3 separate regions of the Mus musculus genome follow, and all the other regions are linked to region 1. A link is a contact called in public promoter capture Hi-C data. All regions are on one chromosome and are shown on one strand. Each heading gives the region's core, a stretch centred on a gene start, on an enhancer-like site or on the middle of the called end of the contact. The rest is flanking DNA. Distances are from core to core; before and after follow the strand shown.

What was found. Promoter capture Hi-C pulls out the DNA fragments that hold promoters and counts their contacts.
Region 2: a promoter capture Hi-C map of the 3T3-L1 cell line shows a contact between it and region 1, with 5 times the contacts expected there. The contact joins the enhancer-like site here to the promoter of Lig3 in region 1. A contact is called at or near these places in 5 of 39 promoter capture datasets (the 3T3-L1 cell line, cranial neural crest, embryonic stem cells and 2 more) and 1 of 115 datasets of contacts at active chromatin or transcription factors (embryonic fibroblasts).
Region 3: a contact with region 1 is called in a promoter capture Hi-C map of pre-B cells, with 4 times the contacts expected there. The contact joins the enhancer-like site here to the promoter of Lig3 in region 1. A contact is called at or near these places in 9 of 39 promoter capture datasets (the 3T3-L1 cell line, the C10 cell line, cranial neural crest and 6 more) and 12 of 115 datasets of contacts at active chromatin or transcription factors (craniofacial prominence, embryonic basal ganglia, embryonic forebrain and 9 more).

What each region holds. Positions count from the first base shown.
Region 1 is chr11:82,779,021-82,783,154 of GRCm38.p6, forward strand. Lig3 (ligase III, DNA, ATP-dependent) reads left to right here and starts at 2,089. Exons shown (of 20, transcript NM_010716.3): 1 at 2,089-2,256. Gm11423 (predicted gene 11423) reads right to left here and starts at 2,022. Exons shown (of 3, transcript NR_126067.1): 1 at 1,836-2,022; 2 at 1,115-1,278; 3 at 581-915.
Region 2 is chr11:81,998,599-82,002,732 of GRCm38.p6, forward strand. No RefSeq gene overlaps it. Among named protein-coding and RNA genes, the nearest start is that of Gm31522, 14 kb to the left of the region's middle. Within about 2 kb of position 1,778, at least 4 of the 459 cell types and tissues checked have an H3K27ac peak or open chromatin away from gene starts, as enhancers often do.
Region 3 is chr11:82,250,710-82,254,843 of GRCm38.p6, forward strand. No RefSeq gene overlaps it. Among named protein-coding and RNA genes, the nearest start is that of Ccl1, 73 kb to the left of the region's middle. Within about 2 kb of position 1,877, at least 11 of the 459 cell types and tissues checked have an H3K27ac peak or open chromatin away from gene starts, as enhancers often do. A contact at or near this core is called in oligodendrocyte precursor cells and pre-B cells, where this site is marked.

The sequences.
Region 1 (4,134 bases), core at 839-3,338:
ACTTCCCCATTTTACTAGGGAAACTGAAGCCCAGACATGAAACTAGATGAAGGTTTACACAGCTCAGGCTAGAACAAAATTCAGTCTGACTGTGCTGTTCCAAAGCCCTATTTTCTTCACCAAACTTGACCTCTCCTTGATGGATCAGTTCTCACTTTTATTAAGAAATACAAGCTTGGCATGGGGGTATACAGCTCAATTCCCACTGTTATAGACTGGGGGGGGGGGGGGCTGCTGCATTGGAGATAAGCCTACAGCTACACAGTGAGATTGTCCTTCCCTAAAATAAAAAGAAAAAAAGAAAAGAAATATCACTGCATCTAGATTCACGCTAAATGAAAGTTCAGTGCTCTTACCGTCAAAAAAAGAAAAAGAAAGAAAAGGAAAGGAAAGGAAAGGAAAGGAAAGGAAAGGAAAGATATGCAATTGGCAGCTTTGGTACCTAGCGCTGTTTCACAGCAGGGGCACCTAAGTCAGAGATGATTATGAATACCATGTAGTTCTCATCAAGCAAAGCAAATACTTAGGGCCTGAGTCTTTTTGTACACTTCCGTCATTAACAAAGACATAATGAACTTCCTTTTAAGGGGTTCAACACTCTTTTATTAACCATTCATTTCATTAGCTCTCGAATTTCATTCATTTAGAAGTAGATGCAGGCAACATGGCAGCGTCAGATGCCTTTCATCCCAGCACATGGGAGGCACAGGTAGGTGGATTTCTGAGTTTGAGGCCAGCCTGGTCTACAAAGTTTGAGTTCCGGGACAGCCAGGGCTACACAGAGAAACCCGGTCTAAGAAGAGAAAGCCTTTGCAGATACCCACTGCTCCTCACCACAGGCTTTCTGTCTGTGGAGTGCTGAGCTGGAGCCATAACAATGGGAGTTAAGCACGCAGCCCCATCGTTTCTGATGCCCTAGTTCAAAGACAGTAAAACCAAACAGGTGAGTGACAGTAAATATTCTTTAACCGAACACATAAAAAATTGGCCAGCAAATAACTGGAATATATGCACTATTACTATTAATGAGGTATTTTACTCTCTTTGGGGAAGTGTTGGGTACTTGTCAGTGTACAGTGTTCATTTACAGCATCTCTCACTTCAGACTGCTTACATTTCCAGGGCTCAGCAACCGAATATATTGCTTGTGATGAAAGGGTTGGTCAGCACAGGGAAAGTCCATTGGGTTAAGATCAACTCCAGTCAAAATGTTCACGCTTCCTCAACTGGAGCCCTTGAGCCTAAGGCCTTCCGAACTCCAAACCCAGGTTTATCCTGCTGCAAGTTAAGAGAAAACAAAGAGCCTTCACCTCATTTCAAACACCAGGATCTAGCTGGCCTCAGTACAGCAGACACTCAACCTTGAACTCCAGAGAGCCTCCCTCGGCTCATTCTCCAGTTCTGTTAAAGACCTCGTCTATCAGCCCTTCATTTCTATGAACAAATAACTGAGCACCTCACACAGATTCAAGCATACACCTTCCTCTCCATCTCAAGGCCACTTTGATATGGACAACAGCCTTTTAGTGAGTCGGCTTGTCTTAGTCTCTCCCCTGACCAGCTTCAACTATAGTGACCCCTCACAGCGTTCTTTCCCTATGGAAAAAAAGCTAAACTCTTCCTCAGAAATAGAACTTAGTTCCACGATCTGCACTTTATTTACCTAACAAAGCCCAACTGTTTGCCCTTCCCAGACTGAACAAGGCCTGAATACTTTTATTTTTTGAAAAATTAGCCATCTTGAACTCACAGAGCCTATTTGAGGTTTAGAAGCACTAGTTCGCTAAATGACATAAACGGGGCCACAGTCCCTGTTCTTCACATTTTCTAATTACCTTTTTAATTAAAGTAGTGCCTTTTAATTCAGCAAAACTCCTGCGGTGCGGAAGACACAGGTGGAACGACTCGAGCTTCCCATCCCTAGGATCACTGCAATGATTTTTCAACACTACCTTCAATATCTAACAATCTGAGAAACTCTAGGAAGTTCAGGGACGCTGCGCCCCAAGCCGCCACTCCAACCCAACACTCAGTTCAAGATTTCCGGGTAGGAATAGAACAGCGACCCACGTGGCGACCGGAGGGGGCGGGGTCCGAGGGCGCAAGTCGGTTACTGCGCCTGCGCCCTGCCTCCGGCTGGAGTACCCGTATTTAAAGAGACAGGCGGTCTATTCATCGTGCGGGACCCGTGGCCTTGTGGGCGCCTGGTCCGGTGGCTCGTGCGGAGCGTCAGAGCCAGGGCAGCCGAGAAGGCAGGTGAGGGGCGGCGCGGCGCGGAGCGGCGGGCCGCGGTGCGCCGTGTGGGGAGGGCCGGGGCCGAACGCGGCGTGGCTGGAGTGGCCGTGGCTCCTCCCCCGCCCGCCGCTCAGCCTGGGGGCACACCCTCCGTGACGTGGCGCCCCCACGGGAGCCCACGGGAGGCCCGCGGCCCCCGGGACCCTGGGCAGCCACCGGGAAGGGCAGGATGCCAGAGTGGGCATTCTCAGGGGGTCGGGGCCGGGCCGCCGCCGGTCCCTCTCCGCCGCCTTGTTGCGCGGCCGCGGCTCGCCCGCACAGCCTGTGGGCAGAACGGCGTGCTGCTTGCTCTTCGGGCTCCCGGCCTCCTCGCGCCGGTCTCCCCGGGTAGTTATTTGTCGTATCCCGGGATGGGCGATACGACACCCTACCCACCCTACTCTGCGGAAAGTTGAACTCCTACTCGCCCTGAGCTCCTCCTCAGCCCTTGCCGGCCTTCACTCGCCTCTCAGATTCTTAACGGTTAGGGCTTGTGTGACCCCCTGAGTCTGCCAGTTACGGACCTCCCCTCCCCCAAGTCGAACATTGTCAAATACACAAGTTTGGTATACAAACTTCAGAACTCCACGTCCGGCTTGCCCTCGTACTCCTTGTAGTTTTCCTAACCACCCCATGAAGTAGTTCTAATCTTTGGGGGGTTTGTTTTCTTGCTTGTTTTCCTTTTGAGACGGTCTTGACGACGTACCCTGGCTAGACAGAAATTTACTAAGTAAACCAGACTTTCTAGCTTCGAACGCACAGCAATCCTTCTGTCTTTGCCTTCTGATATGATTACAGACGAGAACCACCATAACTAGCTCTTAGTCCTGTTGTAATTGTTGTTGTTTTTTTGTTGTTTTTTAAGATAAAACTGGGGCCGGGTGTGGTAGCACACGCCTTTAATCCCTGCACTCAGAACACTAGCTTGCTCTTCCTAGTGACTTCCAGGACAGCCAGAGCTACATAGAAAAATCTATCTAAAAACAAACAAACAAAAAAACCGAAAAATAAATAATAGAAAATAAACTGAAGTCATGCTTGGTGGTTCATACCTATAATTCTAGGGCTGGAGGTGGGAGGATCGGATCGGCCAACTAAGGTGTCTGGCTAGGGTCCACCTTGTTGGAGAAAACCAAGTCGCCTGATATCTGCCCCCACCTCCCCACCCCGCTGTAGATGGGTAGGCTTGGTCTCCAACCCTTTCTTTAGTAGTACACCTGCTGTGCTCCGCTCTACCTCAGCCTTCTTGCTGCTCTGACACAATATCAATTAAAGTTCTCAGCAGAGTGGGGACTAAAAATAGTTTCCAGTAAATTGAAAATTAAAACTGTAAAGCCACTTAAATAATTACAGATATAAGAAGGGATAGGAATAATCATTTTCCACTTGAATTGGTTCATCACTTGCTTAGATTCTTACAGTCCAGTTATTTCAACCTCCCCTGATTCAGGTCGCCGAATTAAGCAAGGGAATTGCGTATTCTGTTTCTAAGGAACAACTTAGAAACAGCTACTCTTTGAATGAGGTACTACTGTGAGCTGCATTTTACAGATGAAATAGGAGCAGAGAGGGAAAGTAACTGAACAGAGCTCACACAGCAGCTAAATGGCTAAGTAAGGCTCTGAACTTGGGCAGTCCATCTGATTATAGACTCTGATTAGTTTTTTTCTCAAAGGGGCCCTCTTCTGAAATCCTAAAACTGTTATAGTGGCTTCATTGTTTTCTGAAAGTGTCTCATGTGTTATATTTCACAGGGAAACTTCATAAACATAATGTAATTTTTCTTGATTTTTAAGACAAAGCTTCAGTATCTTGGTACTATTTAAAGGTCACCATCCACTATGAGTACCTTTACAATCA
Region 2 (4,134 bases), core at 528-3,027, 780 kb before region 1:
TGTATGTCATGAGAATTGAGGGAAAATTGTCAAGCATGTACACACACACACACACCCATTAAACACATGCATAGAGAAAACACACACACACACACACACAGAAAGAGAGAGAGAGAGAGAGAGAGAGAGAGAGAGAGAGAGAGAGAGAGAACAGAGAGAGGGTAGTTTTCTGTATTCTCAAGCTTTCAGGTTTCCAGAAGACAAGACTATCTGTGGACTCTAAGACAGGAGAGCTTATAATTGAAAGTTGTTGCGCGGTCTGGGGAGATGACTCAGTCAGTAAGTTGCTTGCCAGACAAGTATGGAGATCAGAACTTGATTCTAAGAGTCCACATAAAACCCTGCAGCCATTTAATCCCAGTCCTGAGGAAGCAGAGACAGGCGGATCCCTGGGTTTGCTGGGAAGCCAACCTAGCTAGCTCAGCATGGCTGTGATGAACACACAGAAACCGTCTCCAAAAAGCTCAGGAGCTGAGGCACTGGTCCGTGTGCTGGGATCACATAGAAGGGAAAAGGGACCATGGGCCAGTGAGACTCCTCAGTCACAGTGTGATGAGGGGAGACACTGGCATGGTATACACGTCAGGACAGGCTAGCTTCTGCTGCAGTAACAAGTGGTCCCCAGTCTCAGTGGCTGCTCTAACACTCATTTCTCTCCATTTCCACTGCAGAGGGAGGACTTAGTCTCCTGTACTCCCTTGGAGTCTTGGCATCTGAACCACCAGTTCCCATGTCAGGTCGCTTGTTCTGTTTCTACTGAGACATGGCAGTCACTCAGCTGGAGCTGATAGGCATGTGGGGGCACCTTGCAGGAGGACTCCAGCTTCTGGGAATGAGTATGTGAGGGGAGGGCTCCTTCCCCTCTCCCTCCTCCTTCACAGGTGAGAATGTGACTGGAGAAAGGAAGACAAGGTGAATTAGCACCCAGTGGAGACCAGCTGTGCCCTTTCTGCTGTTGGCTTGTGCTCCAGTCTGGCTAACTTCCTATCTCGGGCATTGAGAGCCATAGCTCTCAGGCTGGGTCTCTGCGGCTTCGTGCCAGCCTTGCATGTCCCTACAGATGTTCCATTCCTCCCCCATGCTGATATCTGGGCCTGACAGGCACAGTAACTGTGAGGAGCGGCTCTGCAGGCAGTGGGCAGAGAGGGCAGCTTCTTTCAGGGATGGGTGTGAGCTCCCAGCCTCCAACTCAAGGTCATTCCAGGTCAACCCTAGGCCCACCTCTGCTCTCCACACCACTGAATTTTTCCTCTGACCACTTAAACACTTTGTAGCTCCTGTCTTGGTATTGAACCTGGCCTCCAACTTCCCAATTCTGATTATAAGTCTAGCCTTTTTTTTTTTTTTTTTTTTTTTTTTTGGACCTATAGTCTAGGGCCTGATATTGAGCCTTCAACAATCTCTGATACCCAGCACCATAATTCTGAACTCAGTGCCTTAATGATAATAAGATCTTCCTCTAATCCCCATCCTTAACCAACCTCCCCACACTTAGCCAGCTTTTGGCTTTGAGTGCTTGGCACAAACCCTCACCACTCATCTCATTTATTAAAATTATCCCCCAGGTAGCTTCTGAGTGCCTTTAAGAATGACCCAGTATCCACTACTGCCTGGAAGTTAGCACCCACTAGCCACTGGGCTTTCTTCTCTCTATTACTATCTCCCATAGCTCTTGCCCCAGTAACCACACAGCCACAGGATAGTCCACCTGGCTCTCTGGGATGCCCAAGGATTCCCAGGGAGGTCTATGCTCCTGGTCTCTTTTCCACTTCTCCCTCCTGAAATGCTGCTGTGAGCTTCCTCTTGCACCTATGGTTACTTCTACACCCCAGGACTCTAGAATGCACATAGCCAGCCTGAGGCTTAGCCACCTCACTTGCATTGAAAAGTCCCCATGCAAGGAGAGAGCCAACTTGATAGTGAATACTAGTTTCCTCTAGAGTCCTCTCCTGCCTCAGCCCTCCATCTTGTCCAAGAGTCCTCCTTAGAGTTATACCTCTCCTGCACCACTCTTCCCTCTCATTTCCCCCTCCTTGGACTGTTCCTAGTAATGGAAACTGAAAATACTTCCACGGTGAGTGGAATGTCTGGGTACAGAAATCACCCTTCTATTTTATTAAGTCCAGAAGGGAGCTTTTCTTTTCTAGCCCCTCCCTTCCTCTTGATGTCTTAAGATCTGAAATTGCTGGGCCACGGGAGCCCCTGCAATCAATCCCAGCTGCCCCTGCAGCCCAAGAGACGTAGACTGCAGGCAGGTCTGAATGCAGCTCATGTTCTTTTTCCTTCCGAGAACTTCACACGTGTTTCCCACCATACAGACCTCAATGACACTCCCAGAATCCTCCAAAACCTGGCCACAGACTTTGGGACATGGATGGGGGAGGGAAGCTAGAAAAACAGGAAGGCAGAAGGGGACTGACACCCAGGGACATCAGCTAAGGATGCTTGGCTCAAGCAGGCTTGTGGGTCTGCCTCTGGTCTGGTCACATCATAGACCATCTCTGGGTGCAGGATGAAGGAAATCAATAGAGAGATAAGAACATCTATCCAGGGAGGCTTACTGGGGAAACTGGCTGTCATCTCACCTTCTCCCTTCGTCCGTGTCCTCACATTCGCTAGCTGACAGATGGACAAAATCCCCAGGTGAATACATAACTTCCAGGTCCAGCATCCTAGACCTTACTCCACACAATGAGCCTGGGGCTTGCTCCACTTCACTTCTCAGTCTACCAAGATGATGTTCCCAGCAGAGTCTCTTAGAGACAAGGAGGCCAGAATGACCCTTTAAGGAACAGAAGGAAAGAAAGCCACCAGACCTTGTGTGTGTCATAGGTGTGCGGAGTAGCAGTCACAGTTTAATCAGCCGCCTTTCTTCTTTGATTCTGAGCAAGGTGGTAACATTAGCACACACATCACATAACACAGAGTTAGGCAGCCACCACCACTATCGATCTAGAGTAACAGAAATTCCACAGCCTTGCACATCACTCTCTCTTTCCTAGGGCTTAGAAATCCCCTCCAGCTTCAGGCCCCTCCAGACTCACCCTTTCTGGAGTTTCAACAGCATCTTGCACTTTACTGTAAGGGCATTTTCCTCTTTTAGCTCCTTTTGGTGTTTTCGAACCTTTGCTATGTTGAATCAGTTTGCCCCAAAGTATTTTGGGGTGCTGTCACAAACAAAAGTATTTTCTTATCTCACTTTAAGTTGCCAGTGTATAGAAATATAACTCACCGAGCTTACAAACCCCACAGCCTTGCTGAGTTCAGCCATGAGCCTTGCTGGAAGTTTTATGGAGACTCCTTAGGATTTTCATTGTTGTTTAAATAATGTTTCACAGGGTATCCCAGGCTGGCCTCAAGTTCATGGCAGTCCTCCTGCTTTAACCTCTCAAGGTTTGGGATTACATGTGTGAGCCGTCACATTTCTTTATATAAGATTGTGTTGCCTACAAATATACTGCAATTCTTTTCAGTCTAGGGATCTGGTGTGTATTCTCCTTGGCTTTGATAAAAATCTCCTGCACAGTGATAAGCAGAAGTGTCAGGACACTGCTTGTCCACTGCTCACAACAGGCAAGGCATGAGTCAGCCCAGATGCCCTGGAGAGATGAATGGATAAACACTGCTCCTACGCACAATGGAGTTTTAGCAGTAAACAGCAACAAAGTGACAGCACTGTAGGAAAAATGGGTGGAATTAGAGAATGTCATATTAGCTGAAATAAACCAGCTCAGACAAATGATTTCTCACACTTGTGGGACCTATTGTTATTCGAGTGTGTGTGCGCACACACACACACACGCTATACCCTCTTTGTATTAAAAACACTACAACACACACACTAAACAACGCCCTACACACACACCCATTAAATATACCATCATACACACTACTACACCACAAACACACCACACACACCATGCACACATAACACACACACACACACACACACACACGTACACACACACACACACACACACACACACACATACACACACTACAAAACATACCCCATATACCACTCCACACACACAATTACCTAAAACATGCAACACAACACAAATCACTCACACACACACACACACACACACACACACACACACACACACACATCAAATAAATAAGTATAGTCAA
Region 3 (4,134 bases), core at 627-3,126, 530 kb before region 1:
GTAGGGGAAAGAGCTCCTGGGAGAAAGAACAGTATGTGTAAAGGTCCCGTGGAGGGCAAAGGTCTGATGCGTGGAACATCTGGAGCAAGCAGACAGGAATGACACTGAATGGAGGTGGGAACAGACCGGGCCAACTGCAAAAGAGCTTCCCGATTTCCTCCTAAGTGCGTTGGGAGGTTGGAGCCCAAAGGCACCCAAAGACGGGTCTTTCCCACCATCTTGTGCTGTCCCTCCAGACTTCAGGCTCCCTGTGCACATGGTTACGAAGCTGGGAGCCACCTCCTAGGGAAGTCTCATAGCTCCAGTGGACCGGCATGAGATCCTCTTGTGTTCCCAGCCTCAGGTCTCTTCTCCCAGTCACACAAACATAACCTGGGCCTGTGTTCTTCTGTTATAAAGTCCCTTGATACCTAAGATAGGGACAGTTAAAAAAAGGGGGGGGCTGGAGCCCCTCAGTGTGTGTGAAGAACATGTGTGGACATCCAGGTCTGAGAGTGGGAAAAAGCAGGACTCCAGTGTTTATCATCTCTTGCAGTGCCTGGGCTGTGCGGAGGACACATGTCAGAAAGCTTAGGCTTCCCACCCAAACCCCCAACGCCACAGTGACCAAGTATAGGCTGCAGGGACTCTTGCGGAATCCTCCTGGAATTTGAGCAAATCACCACTTACATACACCCCATTGTCTCTCCGTGTAATGGGGTCCACCCTAGCAACTGCCTGACAGCTGTGCCCCAGGCACACTACAGTGTCAGATGAATAGCCCCTTCCCTTTGTTTCCTGTGCAGCACACAGTAGGTGTTCTGTGAGCATTGCCCAGACACCCTCCTCCCTCTGAAGACAAAGGAGGGACGGGGTGGTCCAGCAGTGTAATATCAAACCTGCTAGAGCCGCTCTTACAGAATGTTCCCTAGGATCTCACCCATGTGTATGTGTGCTTGCTGTTCTGGCCCCCTCTCTCTCTCCCTCTCCCCCTCCCCCTCTCTCCCCTCTGTCCCCCACACTTCCTCCTTACCCTTTCTCCTAACTCACTCCCACCAGCCTCTCCAGGCCCCACATCTAGGCTGTAGATTCATCATCTGCCTCCTCTACAGCAAGCTTAGTTAGATATAGCCAGTGGTCACACTTGGCAAGTCAACACTAGCTATACTCTTGGAGCCCCAGACACTGGAGAAGGACCATCTGTGACCATCTGGCTCCTGACCTAAAGCTGGTGCTCCAGTAACAATGACTTAGCATTTCTAGTCCCACCTCAGATCTCAGCCACTGATGTTCTCAAGGCTCCCCAAACCCACCTTGCCTCTTTGTTTAGGCTTAAACAAGACCCATCACCCTTCCCTGTGCAGCTAACATGCTTTCTACTAGAGGCCCCTAGAATGTCCTCTCCCTCTCCCTCACATGCTGATGACAGTTCCTGGGTTTGTGGTTCGAGGGGGACACGGGGTGAATGGATTGTCCTTTGAGATAGGAGGTCTATCAGAAGAGTTACTGACACCACAGGTGGACAGATGGACAACAGAATGGCAGGGGCTTTGGAGGAGAGACCTCTGGCCCCTGAGCCAGAGTTAACTAGGTAGGTCTCTTCTTAAGGGTCCCAGAGGAAGAAGGAAGTTTCATGCTCTGTGAATAGTTCACAGCATGTGCCCTGCCTGTAATCTGAGGGAAGGAACATAAAACTCCAAAGAGGTGGGGGAAGTGGGGAAGTGCACACATCTAGCTGAATGGTGCCCTTTTTACAGTAACCCTTTCATGGCCCAGATTCTGATGTCCTTAGAGAAATGAGACTATTACTTGCCATTCTCCTGGGATCTGTGCACCTGGGGAGTATGTTGAAGGGTCACATATTCACTGAGAGGCTCTCATCAAGGGCTTGTCATTTTCTTCACAGCAGCTGTGAGAAGGAGGCTGTTGCCGGTAGGTGTGGCCTGATCAGCCCCTAGCTTGCATCTAACAGGTGCAGCTTCCAGACTCTTTATGCCAGCACTCATCTAAGTCTACTTAGCCAAAGGTATCTGCCTGGATGGGCGTTTGTCTAAGTCAGCATCCAGGTTTGTATATTAGCTATGACATAGGCACCAATAGTGTCTCGCCCAGGAACAGAGTAGGTATGATGTGGGGGTTCTTCAGGATGCTCAGGGGATTCGGGTGTGAAGCATAAATGATGCGGTGATGCTGAGATGCCGGGCACAGGGTGAGAGGTACACTTCAGCCTGCATGTGCACAGTGGGGCCTCTAGTGCGCAGGCCTTCCTGTACAAAGTCCAAGGTGCAATCGTTCCATACATCAACATCCCTGAGCCTCCCAGTGATTGAACAAGCCTAAGCTCTGCTCCCAGGCTCCAGTCCCAATGGGTGCATGAAACCCCTCTTAAAAACCAATTTAAAAACTCTGAGTCATGAGAGTGTGCTCTTCCCCTTCCAGAGCATCATTCACCACCATCATCTTACAGTCTCCTGGAAACCTTGTCCTCTTCTTCAGGAAGGGGGCTTGGGAGTACAGCCCATTTGAGGCTGACTTGTGAATCAAATCCCATCTTGAGATCCTAACTCCTAACCTTCAAGGTAGGGTATGGAAGGTTCCTGGGCACGTAGGATCCGCTGGGATAAGAGCTCCATCAAACCTCAGGCTCTCCTTCTCCCAGTGCTTCCTTCTCTGTCAGACAAGAGCCAGAATGATCCCACCAACTCAGTACTGAGGATGCCGACAGATAGATTTCCTCCAGCTGAGCTCAAGCTCGGCTTCCTTCAGGGATTTCTCTCTGAAGGTCCACTCCTACCCCACATCCAGGCCCTGGAATGTCCCCAAGCCACACAGTGCCTGTTTGCAGGTCTGTCTTCTGTCTCCACAGCAGCCTCTGAGCCTTTTTACAACAAGGACAGGGTCTCATTCATCTCGGGGCTGCTGCTTGGCACAGTGCCCAGCACATCTTAGCAATTTCAGAAGCTCTCCTGGACGTCTGAATGAATGAATGCATGAATGACTAGCCTAGGACACGAACCAAGTCTGTACACAGTTATTTTGAAACTGGTAATATATGGGAGAAAGACTTGGTGAATGCTGGGGTAGGGGTGGGGAACTGGCCTCAGGCCTTATCCCTTCTACCTGGCTAGTCCTTGGGTTAATTTCCAACAGGTGGAGTGGCTGTGCAGAGCAGAAAAAGTGAGCCTTGGCCTGTGATGGGTCCTATAGCAATCAGCCCTGCCCAGGCCCTCATTCCTATCTGTGCCCATAGAGGAGGCCACCTTGTCTGTGAAAGCCAATATGTTTTGCTACTGTCCCTGCTGGGAGAAGAGAGATCCTGACCTCTACTTGCCTGCCTGTATACTGCTCCTTTGCTGAAGCCCCTAGGGGATCCTCCTGCAGTACCTTGGAAATGATTCCGCGGAGAGTTGCCATCCCTGACTTTTTCTGCAAACTGTAAAAGCTTGAGCCGGTCCTTGCTCTCCATACCCCTTGTTCATCTGCTCTGTGGCCAGTAGCCAAGTATGCATACTAATATTAACAGTCCTAATGGGCCCTAGCTTGGTCGTCTCGCTTACAAAGCACTTTTAGACCCATCATCAGAGCTGATCTCAAACCAGTGTGGAGGGCATAGCAGGGCTGTAGCTAGTGCATCACCATCTTAGTATGGGGAGAAACTAAGGATCTGGGAGAGGAAAGGATCGGTCAGCTCCAGGTAGCATAGATGTGAGCCTGAGGAGAGCATGGGCCAGAGGCCGGGTGTCCTGACAGACCATCCAGCACTCACACCCTGCCTTGTTCCCACCCTCTCCTGTGCCCTTGGTGTTCTGGCCAGTAGCATCACCTCTCAGGTGATCTATTCTCTGTCAGTAGAAGAGAGTGTAACAAGGAGAAGCAGGCTTCTGCTATCTACGACAAGAGCTGAAAGGACCTGCCAAGACATTTTCTGCGTGACTTTGGGCTAGACATCTTCCTCTGTGAGCCTCAAAGTCCACAATGGCAGTCGAGAGCCTGCCCTCTGTGCAGCAGGCTGCTGAAAGCTAAGGTGTTGCCCTGGGGACCTGACTGAGATTGGCAGCAGCTTGTCTCTGGAGTGACCATCTCAGGGATGGAGAGTGGAAGGGACAACCCAGAAGTGTGGCCTGTGGAACTCCCGGAGGACTCCCGAGGCCTCTT